Linked DNA regions of Sus scrofa: region 1 is linked to region 2. The links are chromatin contacts, called in public Hi-C maps. All regions are on one chromosome and are shown on one strand. The core of a region is the stretch at or near the end of the contact, and the rest is flanking DNA. Distances in the headings are between cores, read along the strand shown. Region 1 has its middle 330 kb from the start of SGK1. Region 2 has its middle 150 kb from the start of ALDH8A1.

Region 1 (5,966 bases), core at 2,408-4,907, 210 kb after region 2:
GAAAGTTAGAACTAACAGAAAAGAGAGCAATAGGGAGCACATTGTCCTGGCAAGTTTTCCCTGTGGATGCTGGGTGAGGACTTACTGAAAGGAAGTTCTTCCATCACCCTTGACAAGTATTCTTATGGGAAGAGGAGGCTTGGATGACAGAGTGAGGTAGATATTCCCTGGAAGTAGAACAAGCCTGAAATGAAAGCTCATCTCTTTTACTTGGCTCCTTTCACAGATAAGAAAAAGGAAGACCAAAAATATTAACTGCTTTAGCCAATATCACTCTGATTAAAACAGAGCAAAGTTGGAACCAGAATCATGGTTTCTGGCTGGGGACAGTGTTCTCCACCTTCATTCTTTCAACAAGTGTTCATTGAGTATCTACTCTAGGCCATGTTATTACAATTTACCAACTCTTGGGTATATACTAGATGCTAGAGAGGCCCAAAATAAATATAATAAATAGCAAGTGTCTTAAGGAACATTGAACTGATTAAAAAAATAGTTAGGTCAATATATATTAGGTATTTTGAAATAATCCAAGGTTATTTATGCTTTTGTGGTCATAGAAGGATATGTAATATGTTTTCATGGGAATTCAGAAATAAGAACCATCAAATTGGGCTCTGATTCTGGAGGAAGACATGTTGGATGGTACATTAAGTTGGCAGACAAGGAAGGATTTGGATACTCTGAAAGGACTGAGAAGGATTTTTAAGGAGGAGAAACTGGAATTTTTTTTTTTGTCGGGGATTTAGAAGAGAAGGTTGTATGTGAAAAGTATTGGGGGAAAAAAAAATCAAAAGTGTTCAGTGGGCACCGGGGTGCCACCGGGGTGTTTAGCAGAAGAGTAGTCATGGGCCATGGCTTTAGGAAGCAAAGCTTTAGGAAAGTTGACCAGGGAAGCTAGGTTTGGAGGCAGTGGGGGTGGAGGAAGACAGTGAGAGCTCAGAGTTGGTAAGACAAGTTACTAGGTAATTAAAGTAGTCTTCAATTATAGAAGATTCTTAAAGAAAGTCAATTACATCATTTTCAAGTACTTAGAGTAATGGTCACAGAAATGTCACCTTTGGTCTTGATAAATCTGCTGAAGCCAAGACTTTAAATTGTGTGTTCCTAGCATGAAGATTGTATAGACATGGATCAAAGTAATACTTAGAAATAATTTGCTCTCAGATTAAGCCAACCTCCTACTCCCCAAACAGAACTTCCTTTTGTCTGTAATTTGTGTTAACATATCTTTCACATCTGGCACAAAATTAAACAAGACTAGTGTATACTCACATAACTTAAAATTCTCCATGAGTATGTTCTAGGTTAATGAGCATTTGTTACTCTATCAGGAGTTTCATGATAGAAAATAACATTAAGGAGTTCCTGTCATGGCTCAGTGGTTAACGAATCTGACTAGGAACCACAAGGTTGCAGGTTCAATCCCTGGCCTCACTCAGCGGGTTAAGGATTTGGTGTTGCCGTGAGCTGCAGTGTAGGTCACACACACAGATTGGATCTGGCATTGCTGTGGCTCTGGCGTAGGCAGATGGCTGCAGCTCCGATTAGATTCCTAGCCTGGGAACCTCCATATGCTGCGGGTGAGGCCCTGGAAAAGACAAAAAAAAAAAAAAAAAAGACAAAGAAAATAACATTAAAAACAATAAAAGATAGAAAAATGAAATTAACTCTCAATCCACTACTGCAATACCAGCTGTATTTCCTTTTCCAGATTTTGTTCATTTGCTGCTGTGTCTCACTTTATGATGGTGAAACTGTTTACTCATAACAAGAGAGGTAGTGAAATTGACTGTCTTTATCCCTAACATAACAATAATTATTCTGTTATAATTAAGTAAGAACTGCTGGTTTGTAGATGGCTCTATCATGGTACATGGACAATTGCTTTCCCTGACTCTGAGCTCCTCAAAGTAAAGACCATCCTGTTTAGGTTCTCGCACAGAAAGCCTGATTAAATCCAGCAAAATGGTCTGGAGTTTACTGTCTTCTGCTCCATCCAGCTGACTAAATGATAAAGGGTAACAGCTGCAGTACTTTCTTTGTGTGTGTCCTGATGTATCTGTGTTTTAATTGCCAAGTTAGACACTAATCTCTCTAGTGAGTTGGACAGGAAGTAGGTTGTTACGTCATGGAAAAAATAATCTACGTCTCTGCATACAGATTTTAAAGAAATTAAACCCTGGCTATTTATTACTAATATGTTTTTGAGATTAAGTCATCATTATTGGAAAGGAATGTTTTACTACTTACTCCACTAATATTTGGATGCAGCTACATTCGGAGTCTAGTTATATGGATTGTGTGTAATGGTTCACTTGCTACCGATAAGTCATTATCCCCAATGAACCAGATTTGCCTGCCTGGGGGAAATGTTCTGGGATGTACTACATTTATTTAGAAGGTTTTGGTTTGTTTAATAGCCCTTTTTAGCAAAACCTGAAACTTGAAAGTTGTCCAAATTCACTACCAGAATGTAGCTAGAGCTCCTATTTGGTGATGAAAGTATGAAAAGATCTTGATTCCTAATGATCTTCTATGTCTCAATTTATATAAAGTTGCAAGTACATCATGACCTTTGCTTATGAGTTACAGAAGCTGAAACAAAATTAGATAATGTTGCATTCAGCAGTTGAATACATGCTATAAAAATAAAGCCAAATTCTAAGAAAACCAAAAATTAATTAAAATGCTTGATGTAATTTCATCACAGTGAAGGTCCAATACCATTGTATCTGCCAAAAAGTTTATTTTACAGCAAAAATGATTTTTGTGATATTTTTAAGAAGCTAAAATTTATTTTCATCATTTCAGCTTTTATCCCTTTAACTGATATTCCCATGTGATGCTTATTCAAGAGTCAAAACAAAAATAGTCTACATGGGAAGAAATTGTTTTTATTGTCGTAATGGTCTCCACTAAAGATTAAAATGCTCATTATTTTAATCTAAAGTTTTAGAAGGAGATCAGAATTTTATAAAAAAATATTTTCCCCATGAATTATTTTTTCTTATGCCTTGCTTTTTTAAAAAGTAAATACTCTCTAACTCTGAAAATTTTTTTCTCTCCATAATAATAATAATTGCTAATGAACAGGAGGGAAGGGGGCAGGGGACAACTTTTAAGAGAATGACATTAATTAAGACAGTGGATTCAAGTCCCAACATGGATTTTGGCTGCATTAGAGTCCCAGCTCATGGGTTCAAGTTCCAATCTGAGTTGTGCAGTTTCAGCAATACTAAATGAAATTTATAGTGGAAAAATTTCCACAAAGGTTATCTCAGTATATTTTTATAAAGTCTTTTGAGGTAGCAGTTATTGTTTTATTTGTTGATGGGTCAGGATATTGAAGCCCAAATCCATGAAAAGTCTTTTTAATTCTTATAACAAGTCTATGGAAAACCCATAATTTGAGTTTGTGGCTGGCTTCCCAGTGTACTGTTCTTTTCATCAGCCTTGTATATCATGTGTTGATGGCAATGGAACAATGATTGAAAGTTCCCAAAAAGTTACCTTAAAGTCTTTTTACTGCTTCAGCCAAAGTATTTTGTCATAGTCAGATGTGGTGATTTGTGCTCACGTTCTTACTCTGCCTTGGTCCCCCAGCAGCTTTGCTTGGCACAGTTTTAAAGCTCTTGCTTATAAATGGAAACATGTGCCCTCTCCCATCTCCTGTGTCCACTCTCCCCTCATGCTGTATCCTCCCTCTCACCCAGATACTGCTACATTTAATGAGCTTACAATTATTTTTAAACTTCTTCCCATGAGGTGGTATCTTCATGCCAGCTGGAAGAAAGAATGTAATCCATCTTGCAGAGGCTAAACCATGGGTCATGGGAAGAGCAAGGGGATGGTAAGAAGGGGATATTTGATGGAACGTTCCATAGAAATGTCAAACTCAGTATCACATTTCTATCCAACTCCAGATTTTACAGATGCAAATGTTTGTGCTAGAACCAATAAGAGAAATCAGTTTGAGTTTGGAGAAAATGTTTCTCTCGGATTAACAAAGAAAGAGAGAGAGTGAGAGCAAGAGAGAGAAATGGAAGAATAGAGAAGAAATGGAGGAAGGAAAGAAAAAGACAGAGGGAAGAAAAAAAAGGAAAGAAGAAGAAAAGAAAGGGCAGGGCTTTTTGTGCATGCATGTTTTCCTGGTTAGAGAATCAATAAATCCCATCTGGCTAGTGGACTTTATTTGCAAATTCATATCAGAGGTTATTAATGGGTGAATAATGCTATGATCAAAGAACTAGAAAAGAGTATACATATATATATATATTTCTGTTGAAGAATAACCAAACTGCATGTGAAAGAACAATGTAGATAACTATCCAGTACCATGTGGTTGTTAGGAAGAGTTGCTTGAGGTTCCATCAAGGAAGGAGCATCACACGCCTTGGCCCTCTGGCATGCTCATCTCAGTAAGCATCGCTACCAGCTACTTAGGTCCAAGCCTGGGACCCACCAATGCTTTATACTTTCTTCTTTTAAAGAGAAGAGGGGGATAAGAGAAAGAAACCTCCTGACTGGTTGGGAGGTGGGAGGGTAAACCAACCAGTCCTCTTCATCGCTCCCTCTCATCTTTCTTCACTGCAGCTGTCTGACACATTATGTTGTGCCAGCGTAATAGCAACAGTAGCTTGACTCTTCCTTTCTTCCTAATCTAGCTATCAGGATCTTTCCAAAACACAAAATCCTTTTGCTTAAGGAGCTTAAAATCCTTGAATGCCCTGCCTTTGCCTCAGCATAAAATTCAAAGGCCTTCACCAAGCATATAGAGCCTTTTATGAGTTGACCCCTATTTAACTCGCAAGTCTCCCCTTCACCACTCAACCTACCTATTGAACAAATTTCCATGCAGTTCCAGAGAAGGCTGCACATCTCGTGATGCCATGTCTGTGCTCTAGCTGCTTCTTCCGCAGGATCATCTCCCCTGCTATTTCACTTGGCTGGCTGGGTGCAGACCTCATCTCTTTCAAAAGTTCACCTGCTCCAGCCTCCTCCTGGTGCCAGAATCTGTTTTAGATGTCTCTTCTGGGGCTCACTCCCATCTCACACTCTACTTCCCTGTATCCTGGCAACTATCAGAATCTGTTCACTTTTCTGTCTCCACACTAGACTTTGAACTCCTTCCCGGTACGCACCTAATATATTCCGGGCACAGGGAGGTGCTCACTTCAGTAAATCCTGGTTTAATGACTTAAAGGATTAATGAATTAAAAAATAACATGGTAACTGAAAGAAACAAAAAAGAGACAAGTCCATGAAGTTTGGGATGGGTGGTAGTGATGGTAGAGCTGTTTCTCTGTAGCATTACCTAAGATGGATAAAATGGCAAGAATCCAGAACTGGACTGGGTTCTAGTCTAACTTTGATCCTAGCAGTGTGCCCTTGGGCACTTAACTTCTCTGGACCACAATGATTTTTCTATATATACTATGAACCTCATAGGCTTTTTTTTTTTTGTGAGTTTTACCTGAAAACTGGATTCACCTCATGATGGGTGTCAAGCCAATAGACACAACCTAATGTCTTTGCAGTTAATGTCTTCCTTAAATCTCTGATCCCAGAGATCACTGTTCATTCTGACACTAGGTCTTTGCCTTTTTAAGAGTTTAATGTAAAAAAAGTAATACTATAAATAGTCTTTTGGTTTGACTTATTTCCTTTAGACTGTTTTTAGGTTTATTTATGCTCTGTATATTGTGTTCCATGATGATGCTTCTGGTATTTCACAGTATGAATTCACCAACTGATAGACATTCAGTTGTTTCTACTTTTATTGTTTATGAATAATGCTGCTATAACATTCATATAAAAGTCTCTATGTGGATATCTATTTAATTTCTCACTTCAATATATAGAAATGGGATTGCTGAGTTGGATGATAAAAGTACGTTTAAACTTGACACTGCCATACTGTTTTCCAAAGGGACCATAATAGTTTGGTCCACTAATACTATATG
Region 2 (6,566 bases), core at 1,552-4,051:
AGCCAATGTAGAAGAAGAAAATAAAGCCCCATTTTCAGCATCATATCCAGTAATGATGAATATCTGCAATATAATCCATAATGTGACACAAGGCATTTGTATAATAAATACTGAAAAATAGGGAAGCACGCTGAAAAGATGTGACAGTTTTACTTGTTAATGCCATTCTTTATCTGCAGCAAATAGAGAACATTTAACCTGATCAAATTTTAAAATTGCAGTTCCTGAGTGTGGTTGTGATGTATGTTTGACCTCTCCACATGGTGGCTTTATTAATGAGACAATTAAAAAAGTCCACAAGTTCGTGCTAATTCTACTTAAAAAAATAATGCTAGTGTTTTATTGAGAGGAAACAGGAGTCTCATGATTAGCTCCACATGGGTACAAAGTTATTAAATTTTTCTTAAGGTGCATATCAGGTAAGGGAAAATAGTCTATGTAGTTTTTAGTGTTTTCTTCACTTTGATATTTTCACAAACATAAATGGTTGATAATTCAGGGTACTTTGGGGTACACATACATATATACATATATATAAACATACATACATGTCTGTGTATGGGTTTAAGAGAGCTAGTCAAATTCTCATATTTTAAGATATCATGGAACAAGAACAAAATTCCTAGGAATTGGCTTTTGATAACAATAGCAAAAATCCACAGCCAGACATTCTTTTTCACTGTCCACAACCCAATCTCACATCATTATTCTTGTAACTAAATATACAAGCATATTTATGTTTCGGAGATGAAGCAAATTTGCCCAATCAAAATTTAACAATTTACATACATATTTAAGGTAATAATGCTTACATAAAGGCTTATCTATCTCAGTTTGCAATACACATAGCAAAACCCTTCTAAAAAATATTTAAGGGAGTTCCCGTCGTGGCTCAGTGGTTAACGAATCTGACTAGGAACCATGAGGTTGCGGGTTCGATCCCTGGCCTTACTCTGTGGGCTAAGGATCTGGCGTTGCTGTGAGCTGTGGTTTAGGCTGCAGATGCGGCTCGGGTCCCACTCTGCTGTGGCTCTGGCGTAGGCCGATGGCTACAGCTCCGATTGGACCCCTAGCCTGGGAACCTCCATATGCCTTGGGAGCGGCCCTAGAAAAGACAAAAAAAAAAAAAGAAGAATTTAAGTCTACACTTCTGAAAGTATTTCTTTGCTAAGAGGATTAAAAGATTTTCCATTTCTTTGCAAGAGAACAATTTAATATCATTTAAAGTTTGTTTTTTTTTTTTTTTTTTTTTTTGCTATTTCTTGGGCCGCTCCTGTGGCATATGGAGGTTCCCAGGCTAGGGGTTGAATCGGAGCTGTAGCCACCAGCCTACGCCAGAGCCACAGCAACGCGGATCCAAGCCGCGTCTGCAACCTACACCACAGCTCACAGCAACGCTGGACCGTTAACCCACTGAGCAAGGGCAGGGATCGAACCCGCAACCTCATGGTTCCTAGTCGGATTCGTTAACCACTGAGCCACGATGGGAACTCCAAAGTTTGTTTTTTTATTCATATTTCCTTTTGTAGAATTTCAGGTTTTCTAAAGTACATTACACAGCATGTTCACAGTCTTCTTTTTTTAATCTTGAGGGTAGTCTGTTTCCCATATTAAAAAAATAAGCCCAAATACTGTATCTACTGGTATTTGAAATGAGACATCAGTGGCTTTTAAAGGAAGTGAGCATCTTGATACTTGAGCTAACGAGTAGTTATTAATGGAATAGTATAACAATCACATTGTCATTTATACCGTTTTATCAACAATGTAATTTTTCTGAAGCTACGTATAAATTCATCTCTTTGGCTGTTTTTCCCCAGATTTTTTTTTTTTTTTTCCTTTTTGCCTGAACCAGAACAGTGACGACACCGGATCCTTAACATCCTGAGCCACCAGGGAACTCTTTCCCCAGGTTTTTTTACATCACAAATCTTTACTCAACCATGTTCAGTATTTTCCAGAAATTATTTTCTATCTTTGGAAGCACTGGGTATTTAGGATGATGGTTTATTGGTCCTTTATCAGCTCAAAGTTTAGTTGCTTTGTATCATTTCCCATTTTTTAGATCAGTTTTTCTAATGTCACCTATTTTGTTTCTTAGCACTACCATTAGCCGCTTAAATAGTAGAACCTAAAATAATGAATGGAGAGAAATGTCAATAATTATTTTCTTAAAGCCTCACATTGAATAGAAACTATGCAGTATAGTAATTATCCAGCCCAGCATTTATCAAATGGAGTACCTGTCCCATGAAATGTTAATAAACTCTCATTAAAAGAAGAATTTGACGGGAAAATTGCTTCTTGAAGATCTGTTCATACACAATAGCATCCTAAAGTCCTGAGAAATCCTGCACTAAGAAATCAGTCTTTGTTTAACGCAGTTTTTCTCAACTATACTTGGCCATAGAAATCATTTTCTGTGTTAAGATCCCCTGGAATGCTGGTGTGGTCTCATCACATATACATACATATCTACAGCCTTCCTTATACTTGAATGCCATGTCTATTTACCATGTGTGTGACTTGACTATTGCTCTAATCTGACATTCATCAAGTCCAGCTGGCCTGGCTCACCCCTGCTCCATCACTACTGCTGGACTGTCATCCCTGCGGGTCACTGACATCTGCTGTCAAATACCATCAGCAGTCTTCTTGGCTTGTGAAAAAAAATGGAGAAATATGGGAAATGACTAAAACTATGACTCCCATCTGCTTTTGCTGTCGTGCTGTCACCTCAGACTCTTTGTCATTGAGAGCGTGATGCGCATGAAGGATGTGATCTAGAAGGGCCTGGTCCTGCACTCCCCACCCACAGGCCATCTGGAGCAGGCAGGGGAGGTGAGCCAAAGATTACAATCCCGAGAGGTAGAATGTGCCAGTGATTATATCTCCTGGAAATGCATCCATAAGAACTCTGATTTGTGTTTCATGTTTTATAGGCTGTCTGCTGACCTCCCTTTACAATGGAGCCAAAGTATGTGTGGGTGTAATGTGAAACTAAGTTTAGGTCCTGCAGCCTGTCTTAAACCCAGGCACAGGGAAGAGGTGGGGTGGAAGCTGAACTTGTACTGAACTTGTCTGCTTCCTGTTCAGTTGGTATGAATGTGTTATTGAGCAGAAGGGGAAAAAAAAATCTTTCCATTGAGACTTAAATGGCTTGACTGAAACCTAACCTGGGTTTGCTGCTGCCATGACTTCCACGCATCAGTGTCTCTGTGTGTCCTTGGGGTAACCTCCACTAGCTGTTGACAAGCCAGGCTGTGTTAGATAAGTGGCCAAAAACCAAAGGTAAAGAGGTGATGGATGGGGAGGCTCTAACAGTGAGGACCTATATAATCCACTGAATTTCCCTGGTCACCTCCTTTGTCTGACCTCTGAATGTCCCTTCCATTACTCTCTCAGCTGTGAACTTCAGACAGATAGTCCTTCTCCTATTTGTTCAGGGCTTTCCTGGAACACCCCACTAAAAGTGTCATCTTGATGTCTCTGCCAGGGCATGGCTGTGATTCATAGATCACAGACATAAATCATGCATCTCTGGATCCTTCAAATGATGCTTAAAAGTGCCCTGCCTTGTGGACCTCTTATAACTCTACTGGATGGAATCTGACTATGAAATATTCATCTGAGAGTCCCTTCTTTTTTTTTTTAATTTTCTTTCCCATTAATGAGGAAATGATTTTAAGCACCAGTTTTCAGAACCAAATAAACTCGAGGAGGAATAAAAATAGCAATGACCTATTTAAATTTGGGGAGGGAAGTGGAAAAATGTTGAAAATTAGAAGTTGTGCAAATAGCTTGGTAATCTCTGGGTATTACAAAATCTAACTGTGGTCTGCAGACAATGCTGAAGGTTGTAGTAGCTACTTGAATGAGGAGTGAGCTTGGAATGTCAGCCAGCCTCAGTGCTTGCTTGGTTTTAGGAATACCACCTGTGAAATTGGTCTTGGTGGGAGGTTCACACAGTAATAAATAGCCTAATGAACCTCTTATATCCTCACACAAACTCAGAGCTGCCCAGGCACTTTCTGACAGTATCTTCTTTCCCTTCCGTTGTGGAATGAAAAGAAAGCCAGTGGAAATTTTCTTAAGTCTGTAAGTGCTCCTGGCACTCTATGTGACACAACCCAGTGGAACATGGAACTTGATATGGGATTTCCCATTCCAGCACTTACTCAACCAGATACAGTGAGACAGGCTTGCTGTAATTCATCGCTAGTCTTCTCTTTGGCTCTTCTTTCATGGCTATCATGTTATATGCAGCTTTATGTTTTGCTGCTCCATTTTCCTTCTTCACAGCTAATGGTTATGGAATCAGGTGCTTAGTCAATTTCCTAGAAATTTGGCAGCAAGTATAATGATCGCTCTTTACTCCTCACTGTTAATGTATTGAAACCCTTTCCTACTTAATACATATCTTTAGGGCTGTCTAGATATTTGCTTACCCATGCACTCGTATATTGGAGTGCATTTGAATAGGTCCATTTATCCAAGTGGAGGAAGAGGTCAGAAACCTACATACAATTCTTTATTCAATGATAGGTGTCAGCTTTAGTCAATTACTGTGAACAGAATGGAATATGGCAGGAGGTCACAATGTCCAAATGCTGCTCAGTATTCTTCCAGGTTTCGTGAGTCAAATATCCTTCGTCTTAAGAAGTGTTTGACATAAAACCTCAAATGTGGACGGGAACGATGGGAAAGAGTGAATGCCCGCTTCTCATCATAGGCCCTCGTATTTGCTTCACTTTCCTAAATTTTTGAAGAGAATTGTCCCTAATGTCAACTCCATAGCTAAGAAGAGAATGTGCCTTAAGGCAATGCTTATAATGGGCAGGAGAGTGAAACAGAGATGGGTACCTGGTTTCTTCTCTGAGCTCAGGAAAAAACATGTACAGCCTCATTCTAGAAACTGATGTTGGAGGAACCCAGGGACTGACTCAGTTTTTTGGCAGTGTGGGAAAAGCACCAGGCTCAGCCTTAAGAGGATAACATTCTTGTACTGGATTTGCCACTGGGTCCCCAAAAGCCCATTTCTTGTTTGTAAACATAAGGGGGTCCAGTGAAAATAGTCTTTAAGATTTACTGGTACCTGTGTTCTTTGCCATATCTATGTGGCTCTGTGGCAAATAGGGGTACAGTTTTTTTTCAGATTTTTTTCCTCAGTGATGAATCTATATTTTCTTCTAACAAATAAATTGGCATATTTTAGTAAAATATTAGTATTTTCAAGACAAAATAAAACAGATTATTGTTTCTGCAGAGATCAGAATTGCATATATAGTATTTATGTTGCCACACTTCCTCATTTCAGATGGGATTGAGATCATGCATATTCAAAGGCAAAGGGCTCTAAATCTTCATGGAAAGTTCCATGCTGAAAACACTATGAACTTTTGGGTGCTGATGAGAATTTCAGTCAGGAAGATCCAGTAGATATTGATCAGATAAATAACATAGATTTATAACCATTGAGACACAAACTCAACTTGAGCGTATTTCTCTAAAGTGAAACGAACTTCCATTTAAAAAAATTGATCTGTGCTTATCACTTGAAATAATATTTTCTTCCGATAATTTTGCCACCGTCCCCTTTTAGTTTTCTGTGTATAGAAACCAGCACACAAAAAATTTTCTGGAACTGCAACTTTGCCTTAATTAAAATCCAAGTATAATGAAATTTATTTCTACTTTCAGTAACCAAGAGAATTTTGGTTCCAAAATATATGAATTACACAGGGTGAAAATCAATCCTATGAGAAGGAAAACCTGTGTTACTGGCTTTTCTTCCCTTGACTTTAGACCTCTGTGAAGTAGACTCCACCTTCTCAGCTATTGCTGGGAGTCCCCAAGGGGAACTGTATAGGTTGTATTCAGTTTCCATGAGGCCTCCTTGACTTTTCTCCTCTTTCCACTCCAATATCTTCTTCCTGGGTGTCTCTATACTCACCAATGGCCATTAAACTGGGTATGGCAGGAGCTGTCTTTTATAGGGATCTACCTTTGCTCAACCCCTGGAGATCCTAGGTGCTGCAGGGGGTGGTGTTCTGTTGTGACAGATGTGTCAAGACGACCTTTCGCCTTTCTGACTGTCACTCTGTTGGATCGACACAAAATCACGGCTGTTTGTGCCCCAACAGAATGCTTGGAAAAGGAGAATTTTCATTTCTTATTTTGAGTGCTACCATACACCGGACTTCAGACAGGCCTATAGGGAGTTGGGCTGCACGTAATCACCGTGTTAGAGCTAAACTCTCTCGCCCCCTGAACACCTAAATCATTGGCATACGTCACTCCTCTCTTAGAGCAGGAGGCTTCTCAGGTGCTCAGGTGCATAGACGGTAGGCAGACCTTCTTACCAGTTCACAGACGTGCAACATACGTCTGAAACTCACTGGGATACACTCCTTATATGTAGTTTGACGCTCCCCTCTTATACAGGGATAAGCAGGGACATAAAAAAGATGCCGGGAACTGTCATGTATGGTAAAGCACGTGACAGAGAAAGAGGGGTTTTGACTATAAGCTTTGTGAAGAGCAAGGAAGTTGGGAGAAGAATAACC

What was found. A called contact is a pair of places that touch in the nucleus more often than the background predicts.
Region 1: a Hi-C map of skeletal muscle shows a contact between it and region 2, with 3 times the contacts expected there. The contact joins two enhancer-like sites. A contact is called at or near these places in 1 of 47 Hi-C or Micro-C datasets (skeletal muscle) and 1 of 2 datasets of contacts at active chromatin or transcription factors (alveolar macrophages).

Annotation. Positions count from the first base shown.
Region 1 is chr1:29,414,779-29,420,744 of Sscrofa11.1, forward strand. No RefSeq gene overlaps it. Among named protein-coding and RNA genes, the nearest start is that of SGK1, 330 kb to the right of the region's middle. Within about 2 kb of position 3,658, at least 2 of the 83 cell types and tissues checked have an H3K27ac peak or open chromatin away from gene starts, as enhancers often do. A contact at or near this core is called in skeletal muscle, where this site is marked.
Region 2 is chr1:29,204,405-29,210,970 of Sscrofa11.1, forward strand. No RefSeq gene overlaps it. Among named protein-coding and RNA genes, the nearest start is that of ALDH8A1, 150 kb to the left of the region's middle. Within about 2 kb of position 2,802, at least 18 of the 83 cell types and tissues checked have an H3K27ac peak or open chromatin away from gene starts, as enhancers often do. A contact at or near this core is called in skeletal muscle, where this site is marked.